Regions from separate parts of the Hordeum vulgare genome. Here region 1 is linked to region 2. The links are chromatin contacts, called in public Hi-C maps. All regions are on one chromosome and are shown on one strand. The core of a region is the stretch at or near the end of the contact, and the rest is flanking DNA. Distances in the headings are between cores, read along the strand shown.

Evidence for each region. Hi-C and Micro-C count contacts between places; a contact is called where the count stands out from the background.
Region 1: a contact with region 2 is called in a Hi-C map of seedling, with 2.7 times the contacts expected there. The contact joins the promoter of LOC123448409 here to the promoter of LOC123448408 in region 2. A contact is called at or near these places in 1 of 6 Hi-C or Micro-C datasets (seedling) and 1 of 1 datasets of contacts at active chromatin or transcription factors (embryo).

The regions. Positions count from the first base shown.
Region 1 is chr4H:213,906,042-213,911,321 of MorexV3_pseudomolecules_assembly, forward strand. It overlaps LOC123448409, which reads left to right and starts at 1,755. Exons shown (of 5, transcript XM_045125267.1): 1 at 1,755-2,036; 2 at 2,151-2,497; 3 at 2,598-3,161; 4 at 4,166-4,365. The coding sequence starts at 2,372. The coding sequence ends at 2,945.
Region 2 is chr4H:213,770,594-213,776,258 of MorexV3_pseudomolecules_assembly, forward strand. It overlaps LOC123448408 (translationally-controlled tumor protein homolog), which reads right to left and starts at 4,082. Exons shown (of 5, transcript XM_045125264.1): 1 at 3,959-4,082; 2 at 3,568-3,641; 3 at 2,890-3,018; 4 at 2,647-2,804; 5 at 2,040-2,394. The coding sequence starts at 3,986. The coding sequence ends at 2,277.

The sequences.
Region 1 (5,280 bases), core at 505-3,004, 130 kb after region 2:
TCATTTCAACAAACTATGTCATGAATGTGGCTATAAGATTGATCATTTGGCTTGAAAGTCATGAATCTTCACACATGATAGCTCATTTCTAAGAACACTTATTTAAAATAATTGTCGTATTACAAGTTTATTAATTTTCCTGGTAACTTTGTCACATATAATGACACAATGCAATGGTTTTCCATTTTTTTGAATTTGTTTTGAATTTTCCATGGCCATTTCAAAACGCGGTCAAAATAGCGGGTATGACCGTTCATACCTAGTGGTTGAATCTTGGAAATGTTTTGATGTTTCTATGATTAAATAGATACTTGTGTACCTATAAATTGTTTTTAGCAAAAATATAGAGCAAACTATAATGTAGATGCAGTTCAAGTTTGACCCGCTTTCAGCTGATTCAACGAAAATTTATCTTTTTTAGGAGAGATCGATAAAAGCCTTTAACACCCAACCATTTTGTCAATTATACATTAAATATGGCCTAGTATTTTAGAAAAATGATTTGGTCCAATTTTGAAACAAATATATGGTAGGTCCTTCACAAAAAAGTTCATTTTGGACACTTGAAAAATGGAAAATGATTTTTACATACCAGGAAAATGAAAACTTCCTTAATCAATATTGTTTGTTATTTCAATATGCATCCTTGTGCATAATATTATATCATTTCAACAAACTATGTCATTAATGTGGCCATAAGATTGATAATTTGGCTTGAAAGCCATGGATCTTGAAAGCCATGGATCTTGCAACAAATATATGGTAAGTTCTTCACAAAACAACTCATTTTGGGCCCTCGAAAAATGGAAAATGAATTTTTCGTTCAAAGAAAATGTATAGAAGTTGGTTATTATCCATAATATATGGTATAAATTGAATGAAAATTTTAGTGGCGACATTTTATAAAATATTATTGGTAGTTTCTTCATAAATCTCAATTATTTTTAGCACTTAGAGATTATTTTATGGTAAACATTTTCCGCCCGTGCGCTGGCCGAACGTATACAAGTGTTACAAACGTCACTCAAAATTGCTGCAACGGCTATTTAAAAAAGCTTCAACCGTTGATTAAAAAGCTGCAATCATACATATAAAAAGTTGTAAGGCAAATCATACTTTTTTCTCGTTGAAGTATTTGGTTGAAGCTTTTTTCTTAACGGTTGAAGCTTTTCTATACACGGTTGAAACTTTTGAGGAGTGACCACGCGAGATGCTGCAGTCGGAGCAGCATTTGAAATTTTTTTCATACACGGTTGAAGCTTTTTCTGTCAACGTTTGCAACTTTCCCTCGTTGAAGTTTTTGGTTGAAGCCGTTTTTATTAACGGTTGAAGCTTTTTATACACACGGTTGAAACTTTTTTTCCATCGTTTGCAACACAGGGGGGTGAGATGCGACCGAACGAGGTGAAGGCCGACGAGGTGAAGACCGACGTGCTGCATCCATGATGCTTCGACGGGCGGCCGAGGCGGCGACCGACGGTGAGGGCGACCATCGGTGAGGAGGCGAGGCGAGGCGGTCGGTCAGGGGGCCCCTAATCTGACGGCTGATGTGCGACCGGCGCAAGCCCTCGGGCCGGCGCGCCGGCGCCTAGCACTGCCCTTATTTTAAATGACACATGTCTCGAACAATCAGAATAAAGTCCATGGACCACCCTATTGAAAACGATCTGAGCTGTCCAAGTCGTACAGATCCAACGGCCCACACCCCCTCACCCTCTCACCCACCCAGCTCCTCTCTGTCCCCCACGCAGCGAACCCTATCAAACACCCCTCCTCCCTCGTCCCCATCTCCTCAGCCGCCGCCGCAACCTCCTCCCCGCCCCCCTCCCGATCCCCACCTCCTCACTACCACACCCCATTCCAATCCCCACATCATAATCATCCTAACCTAGCTCCCGGCGATTCCCTCTGCCCTGATCCCCACCTACGCAGATGTCGTCGGAGCCGCCGCCCGCGGAGCCCTCCGAGGCCGTGGAGGCTGCCAGGCCGTCGGCATCCTCGAGGACCACCGCCTCATCACCTCCGCCACATCCATGGTACTCCCGATCGATCCTGACCGAAATCCCTCTTTTTCTTTCTTTGTCCCGACTCCAGAGATGGATGGATCCTCACGCGTCCGTGCTTTCTCTGATCCGATCTGTTCGGCGCAGTGCACGGTGGCGTCCGGGCGTCCGAAGCGGCTCTGGGAGGGCTTGCTAATGCTGGTCCGCGGCCTCGACTCCGTCGCCGCGTCGCTCGCGCAGCTCTCTGACACCCTCACCGCCGCCCACAAGGCAACGATGGATTCCACCGGCGGTTCCTTCCTTCCCTCGCACAGTTAGGTGGCCGTTCCACCCGCCTAAATCTACCGATCCACGAGGCGAGGAGGATCATGATGCCGCCAGGGGGAAGCGAGCATGGCCGCACGGGAGAGGAGCAGAACCAGAACCACCTGCCGGCGATCCGCCGCCGCGACGAGTCCCATCCCGCATCGCTGTTCCCCGCCGTAGCTTCTCAGGTCTGCTCCATACCTCTTCCCCGAACCAATCTTTCTTCGGTCCATGGAACGGAATCGACCGGGAGCCTAATCAGTCTTTCTTTCTTGGGTCCGCTCGTAGAAGCAGAGGAAGAAGAGGAAGCCAGCGTCGGCGGCAGCGGAGAGCGTCTCCGAGGGCCCCCTCGTCGAGATCCTGGCGCGGCTGCCCTACCGGTCGCTCTGCCGCTTCCAGTGCGTCTCCAAGCAGTGGCGCCAGCTCTGCTCCGACACCATCAAAACCATCAAGAGGGCACCGCAGACCCTCGCCGGATTCTTCCATAACCGCCTGGCCGACAACCTCTGCTTCAGCAATCTGTCCGGGGGGCGCCCGTTGGTCGATGCTTCTCTCCCTTTCCTGCGCGGGAGATACCATAGATTCAAGCTCCAGCAATGCTCCACCAGCCTCCTCCTCTGCAAATGCTGGGGATAGTTGTCGGAAAACGACGAATTCGATTTCGTCGTGTGCAATCCGATGACCGAGCAATCGGCCACTGGCCTCACCAAAGCGGTCTAACTCTTTTGACCGCATGCCATTGCCATGTCTTGGACTCTCTCTGCATGCGATTGCACGACGATTGTTGCTTGGCTTTGGCCGCTTCTGCTCCTGCCAAAACTTTCCAGGCTTAGTCAGTTAGAGTCTCAGCTGGTGCGTGTGGCATGGGCAGTGGTCAGTTAGGTTCTCAGTCTTATTGTTTTCTTTCTCTCACACAGTTAGGTTCTCAGTCTTATTGTTTTCTCAGTCTTATTGTTTTATTTCTCTTGGCGATGTCTCATTCTGAAGAAGCTGGAAAGAATGACTCCCTCTATGTTGTGGTATTACGTTTCATCTAGATGCGCTGCAATCACATGCTTTGTCTCAAGCTTAGTACTAGCTATAGTGCAAAGCATTTTTTTTTCTTCAAGACTGGACCGAATATGGACTGCAAATGTTTCCTTTCTATATATATGAGCAGATGCAGGAACTTGGTTCATCTTTTCAAGACTGGAGTCGTTAGCATTGTGACCTACTTTATTGCTCAACTCTGCCAAATATTATCTGCGAAATTAAATTAATATAATGGTTATGATGCATGCAGCTCACTTAGATGTCAGTCTGAATCTTGTTCACTTTGCTCTTCTTCTCACCCACCGTTTTCGGTTCTAAATTTGGTTGATACTTGTAATCTGCCTTTGCTGCAATTTTCCTGGTTCAAATTTTTTCTCTGAAGAGGAAGTAGGAAATGGTGATTTTGTCGCTTAGCATCTGTACCAGATGTTGCTGTGAGCAACTGATGTCTGTGCAATTCATATACATGCTGTCCACAGTATCCCTTCATTCATCTAATCCGTCCCACGTCGGTCGTATGGACGTTTCTAATCTGCTGCCTTCCCCAAATAGTACTACTGACATATTAACAGCATGTTCATTCGCACAGATTGTTAACTCAGCCCCTGCTGTGTGATCTTATTGATGTCATCTTTAATCATCGTGGGGCCAGTAATCTCGCATGTATTATTTTCAAAAAATGCTTCATCAACAAACTCATGAAATCTTTGTCTCTCATTGTATTTTTCATCTGTTGGATTGCACCCCGTCTTTATAGATAGATAACATCATGTTATCATATGCGATAGAAAATCTTGACTCTGTCCGTGCGGGGCTGGCTGCAGGCTCATCGAGAACGACGTGTTCAAGCAGGACTGGCGGGCGCAGGGTCGGGGCCACATCATGCGCTACTTCGTGCTCAAGTGGGCGCTCTGCTTCCTCGTCGGCGCCCTCACCACCGCTGTTGCTTCATTGCCAACCTCGGCGTCGAGAATGTCGCCGGCGCCAAGTTTGTCGTCACCTCCAACCGCATGTTCGCGCGCAGGTAACCGACAGCGTCCACTGTATCTCTGCTGGACTGAACTGGACTGAACTGACTGCGATTTAGTAGGTGTGAATATTGACTTGACTTGCATCTGCTGGAGGCGTGAATTAATTTTACCTGATGTGTGCAATACATGTTACTTATTGCAATGTAGCCTAGATATTCATCTGTTTAAAGGAGATGCAAGTTTCACCAAATTCTTGACTAATCCAACAATAAACAAGTATTTATGTTGCTGTGTTGCTGTCCTTTCATGCTAGATAGTGATGCAAATTACTGCTGCTGGTTCTTTCATGCTAGATAGTGATGTGAAATTACTGCTGCTGTTCTTTCATGCTAGATAGTGATGTCAAATTACTGCTGCTGTCCTTTTCATGTTAGATAGTGATGACAAATTACTGATGTGTTGTTGTTATTGCTGTTATTGTTGTTGTTGCTACTGCTCACCTATATCTAGACATCATCAAAATTTATAACATCAAAGTAACGCTCTTGTTGCTATGCACCCTAGGATTGCATTTTTAAACATTCAGTACAATGCAGCTGTACTCCTGAACCGATTGATATGTAACATTTCCATTAGCCCATGGATATCATGTCCTTTTCTTTTTTGCTTGTGATTCTGTTTGGTTAATATAACCAGCTATTGTATCGAGTATGCTTTTATAGAAGCATACCCCACTAACTGCCAACCGTAATTTGTTTTTGAAGCACCAACCGTAATTTGTCCATATAGTAGCTTCCACCACTACACAATGTAGACAACTTAAGCTTTCTTTTCTTTGTTCTTTGTGCCTAAAATAGCTTTCTGAGATAGTCAACGATGATATTTTCTATACTAACTTTTGCTGGATTATAGCCGGTAATTAGGTGTCCAGTTTGTGCTGCACTCGTAGGATTATGTCTTATTGTAAT
Region 2 (5,665 bases), core at 2,832-5,331:
CGCATCGGCACAGGTATGCAGCCGGGCGGGCGGTGACTTGGGTCGGCGTCCTCTACAGCACGCGTCGGCATGTGCGGGGGCAGCCAATGCACCGACCGAGGAGGCGGTGGAGGCGTGTGCGGCGGCAGCGAGTGCGTCGATGAAGGACGGTGCGGAGGCGGGTCTCCGGCAGCGGGTGCGACGGCATCTGCATGCCGCATCGGCTCGGCAAGGCCGGCGAGCAGCCATGGGTCAAGACCGACGGGGGCATGCGCGGCGGCGCCAAGCCTGATGGGGTTGCCCTGGGCAGCGTTCGCTACAGCGCGTTGGCCACCCGTGGCATGACAAGGGGCGAGGGAACTGCCCCGGGCAGTGCCACCAGCGGCACCTCGGTAACGTCCAGCGGCGCTCAGGCTGCGTCGAGCGGCAACACGACGGCGACAGGCAAGGAAACGACTTTGTGGGTTGTCCTCCCTCATGAGGCGGAGGAAAAAAGAGGTGAGGGGCGACATCTCACCGGCGGCGAGCACTTTTCCTCTTCTCTCCTTCTTTGTTGCTCTTTTGCTCGGAGTGCTGATAACGTGTTTTGAATCAATAATGATTGAGTTAAACTATCGATGATTACACGAGGCCATTTATACTCTATGGAGAGACACGACGTTTGGAAAGGCATCGGTTCCAAACAGACGAGTCTCCTGCAACCGCACGACGGTTGGGCAAGGGGAGATTTACCCCTAATTACAATGTGTAATTAATCTTAACAAGTTTCATGCCTGGAAGGTGGACCATGAAAGCTATATTCTTGGTACAATAACTTATGAAGAGATATAGAAAGCAAAAAAAATGCTTGCATATGGTGTTCATTGATTTGGAGAAGGACTATAATAAGATATCGCGGAATGTTATCTGATGGGCTCTGAAGAAACACAAAGTCCCAGTAATACATTACCCTCATCGAAAACATGTATGATAATACTATGACAAGTGTTCGAACAAGTGATGACGAGACTAATGACTTTCCGATTAAAATAGGATTGCATCAGGGGTTAGCTCTAAGCCCTTATCATTTTAACTTGATAATGGAGGAGGTCACAAGGAATATACAAGATATCCCATGATTTATGCTTTTTGAGAATGATGTGATGCTAGTCAATGATAGTTAGACATGGGTCAAGAGGATGTTGGTGTTATAAGACAAACAACCGATTAAAGCATCATCAAAAAACTAGCCATGGACACGGATGCGTGAAACTTGTTATCCACGTGCACTTGTTATCCACATGCCAGAATCATAAATTGGCCGTGATATCTTAAGGGTTTCACCTCCGCCTATCCCAACTTGTTTTAGACTAAAGTATTTGTTGTTATTGTTGTCTATATGAATATATAGACATCCGAATATACACATGCTATTGAATGTTCCTAAAAAGTATTTTCAGCAGCTATTGAAGGTTCCTAAAAAGTATTTTCAGCAGCAGGTAAAGCAGCCACGTAGAGGCAATCCGCAGGCTCATACTTCACGGTCAACTAAGCCTTCCTGTTGTGTTTAAATAAATAAATAAAAACTACTTCCTCCGTTCCTATAAATATAAGTCTTTTAAGAGTTTTTACTAGAAAACTACATACAGATATTCCTACAAAATATAAGTAATCTACGTACAGATATGTATAGACATATATCCTATAGATATAAGTCTTTAAAGAGTTTAACTAGAAATCTACATACGGATACATATATCCGAGGATAGATTCAGTCATTTTGCTAGGCTAGACGATAATTCAGTCATTTTGCTAGGCTAGATTCAATCATTTTGCTCCGAGGCCAAGGAGATACTTACAATCACTAGTAATAAATGCTCAGTATTTACGAAAATGGGATACCACACTAAATACCATTGGTATTACTTCGGATATCAATTACACATTAATTAGGTGATATACAACTCATATTATTTTGTTCTTGATTTTAAACGATTCTTAAGATCAAACAGTGCATTTACTCTGTTGCATGAGAATGACAGAATACAAAGACATAAGATTATAAAGATAACAAAGGCGGATTCCACAGCAAAATCTCTTTGATTCAACTAGCGAGTGAGTAAACGCTGAGGCATTGACCAAAACACAACCACACAAATTTCACGATTACCATTACAAAGCAAATCCCATGATTATCACAAAGTTTTCAAGATACTCAACATCTGATAGTTACTGACACAAGCATTGGAGAGTCGACTGACAACCATAGAGCAGAGCAAAAATACTGACGACCACATAGATATTAGCATACAGTGCGATTAGCACTTGACCTCTTTCAGCCCATGAGCGAAATAGAGGAAAGTTGGATCAGCAGCTCCCTCCCTGTAGTAGGCAAACACCACGCTGCCATCATCATGCATGCTCTCGCCCACAAAGCTGAAACAGGTCAATAGGAGCAGTTTTAGAAGTACCCTAAGTTGAATGGATAGATTATTACTACCTTCCCAAAATATAATTGCTTTTCGGTCAGTGATAAGCTCTATAGAATAAATTACCAGCATCTGGAATTATCATAATGTTAGAATAAAATATTAACGTGTCTGGACAGATCAATGATAATCAAGGGTGAGACATTGTTTTACATACACCAGTGCCTGCACTTTCGAGTAAGGCAAAGAGAGAACTTACAACTGAAGGTCCTTGAGCTTGCTAAGAAGATACTTCGTGGCAGACTCAACGTTCTTCTTGAAAGCATCTAGCTCCTCACCTTCAAGCTTGGCAGTGAGGTTCTTGATGTAGCGCTTGATGTAAGCAATAAACTGCTTCTTGTCAAAAGCAGGTTGCTCCTGCAAAAGGTAATTAACACTTAGCACAATCAACAAGTGCATACTCTGTGGAGGTCAATAGAGTCAATCAAAAAGAGGAAGCAACCTGAAGACGGAAGGTGTCAACAATGTCAACCACCTTCACGGCCTGGTCATCGACACCCTCATCCTCACCACCACCCTCAGCAGAGGGGTTGGCACCAATGTCCACATCAACTGCTCCTTGAACGACCCACTACAAGCATTCAAAACCATACAAGTCAAATAAACTAAAACATCTGCAAGATGTTGGCACAAATAGAAGTACATGTGAATTCTGCAACAGGTGCTTTAGATATGAACAGTTTATAATCATGTGTGTGAACAATCAACTTTTAGAGGTTGAAAGTTTACACAAGCAGATCCACCAGATCATCCAGTAGTAGTATTGACAGATATTCTAGGCGACATTCAACTAATGTGATGATATTGTTGAAATCTTTTTTTCTTGTGTAGAAAACCATACCGATCAATCCTAATATAAATATGCTTAATTTCATATAAGTGTCAAAGCTGCACAATATAACGAGACTATAATAGGTCATAAAAGCAGATACAAGCCTGGAAAGTGGATGGCTAATATGATATAACAGTCATCAATGTATCCCATGGCTAGGTGAGCACTGCTGATCCAGATCTGTGTGTTTTGAGACAAAATTGACGAGGTCGAATAAACTAACTAGCACGTTATCTACCACGATAATCTAAACATCCGCACAAAAAACATCTGAGAGTATACGCTTACATGGCCATCGACTTCCCAGAGCACACCGTTCTCCAGCTCCCTGTACGGGAAGGAATCCGACAGGAGTTCATCGCCTGTGACACATCAAACACAGCAGATTCAGTCAAATCCATCATAAGAACGCATGAACACACATAAAATAAAGTCCTAACCCCAGACCGCACGGAGATCTACCGATTAGCGAGCGGAGCCGGGTTACCAGTCCGTAAATCCTCATCAGCAACCGACAGCTAACATAGAATTACCAACCGACTCAACGAAGCGATCAGATCTAGCTAGTCCAAGGACGATTACCTCGAAGCAAGTTCAAAAGATCTAGCTAGTGGAAGCCCGATTCCCTCGAAACAAGTTTAAAAGAGGCGAAAAGTGGGGGAGGGGCGGGGGCACGAACCGGAAAGCTTGTCCTGGTACACGAGCATGATGCCGCCTCTTGAGATTTCTCCCCCGAAAAAAGAGAAAACCCTAAAGAGCGGAGGCGAGCAGGGGAGTAGCGGCGGACGGCGAGAGGGGGTGGGGCGGAGACGGCCTCCTCATATTTATAGCAGCCCCGGAATAGGTGGGCTCCTTTTTCGGCCGTCCGATCTGTGGGTATATTTCTGTTGAACGACCCAGATGTTTGATCTGGACATGATAAAAGTCCACAAAAGTGTTCGGTTCACTCCACGCCGTCTGATCCGTGTATCATGGCCGGATATTCTGGCACGGACGGCTTGGGTGCCTCTGCTGTGCACGACCACACCTGTTGACGGCTCGGAACCGCTAAGGACTTGCTCGTTTAGGGGTGTTTGTTTACACGGATTTTTTCGTAGAATTAAAAAGTCTTTTTTAGTCTCATCTAAACCAAACGGAAGGGATTTTTAAGGATTAAAAATGAGCATTTAGGATTAAATAAAGAAGTACCTAAGAGAGTCTTTTTATGGATTTTTTTTTCAACAGCGCCCTACTTTTAGCATGTTATTTAATAATTTCTAGTCCATTAACAGGGGTAACATGGTCCTTTAGCATGTCATTTAATAACATTTAGTCCATGTTTAGTCTTTGCAACCAAACAAGTAGGGACTACGAACTTTTTAGTTGGGACTAAAAAAAGTCCTAGGACTTTTTAAACAAATAGGACCTTACTCCCTCCCCCGCGAGGTTTTGGGCCCAACCCCCGTGGATTGACACGGATTACCCCCGCCAGGGTTACACCCCGGTCCATCTGTTAATGTGTGTTCGTTTAAGCCCGGCGTGGATCGATTCCTATTCGAAACCCCTTCATTCTTCGCAAAACAACACATGCGGGGAAAACATAATCTTCTCCTCACGTGTGAAACGAAACCCCGAGCGACCTGGAAGCAAACCTTTTGTGACATCCCTGGATTATGTAGAGTGGTCATTGTAATTAAGCTACATTGATGATCATGATTAATGCCTAATCATTTTGCTAAACAGTGCTTGATCAAATTTTAGATCGTTTCTCATTTCAAATTTCCGTTGAAATTCAAAATTCAATTAATAAGTGGAATAAATATTTTGTTAAACACGAAAACAAAAATCATGGTTAGATTGCAAATATTCACGTGATAATTATAAAATATGAAACCATATTTATCAAGCCCTCTTTTGTCTCAAAAATAATTAATAACTACGGTCAATTCATTATTAAATGCCTTTTAATTTTAATCATTTTCAAATAATGAATCTCAAATATTTTATGAGATTGTAATAAATTGCAAAAGCAATACTAGACCAAATGCCCTATTTTTAGAAGAGATTATTATTACAAAATAATTTAAACATAACATTTAAGAAAAACTAAAAGAAATTTAAAAAAGGAACCCCCACCCCCATTCGGGTTGCCCCGAGCCAGCCCAACTCAACCACCTAAACCGAACCGGCCCACCGGCCCATCATACCCCTTGGGGTATAAAAAGCCCCCCTATTTCCCCAAACCCTAAATCCCACCATTTCCCTCACTCTCTCCCCCTTAGCCCCCAGAACCACCACGGGCTCGAGCCCGACCCTGCCCCGACTCCCGGTCGGCGCCGGCGCCCTCCACCATCGGTCATCGCTGGATCCGGCCGCCCCCATCGCCGGCCGCCCTCCTCCACCTCGC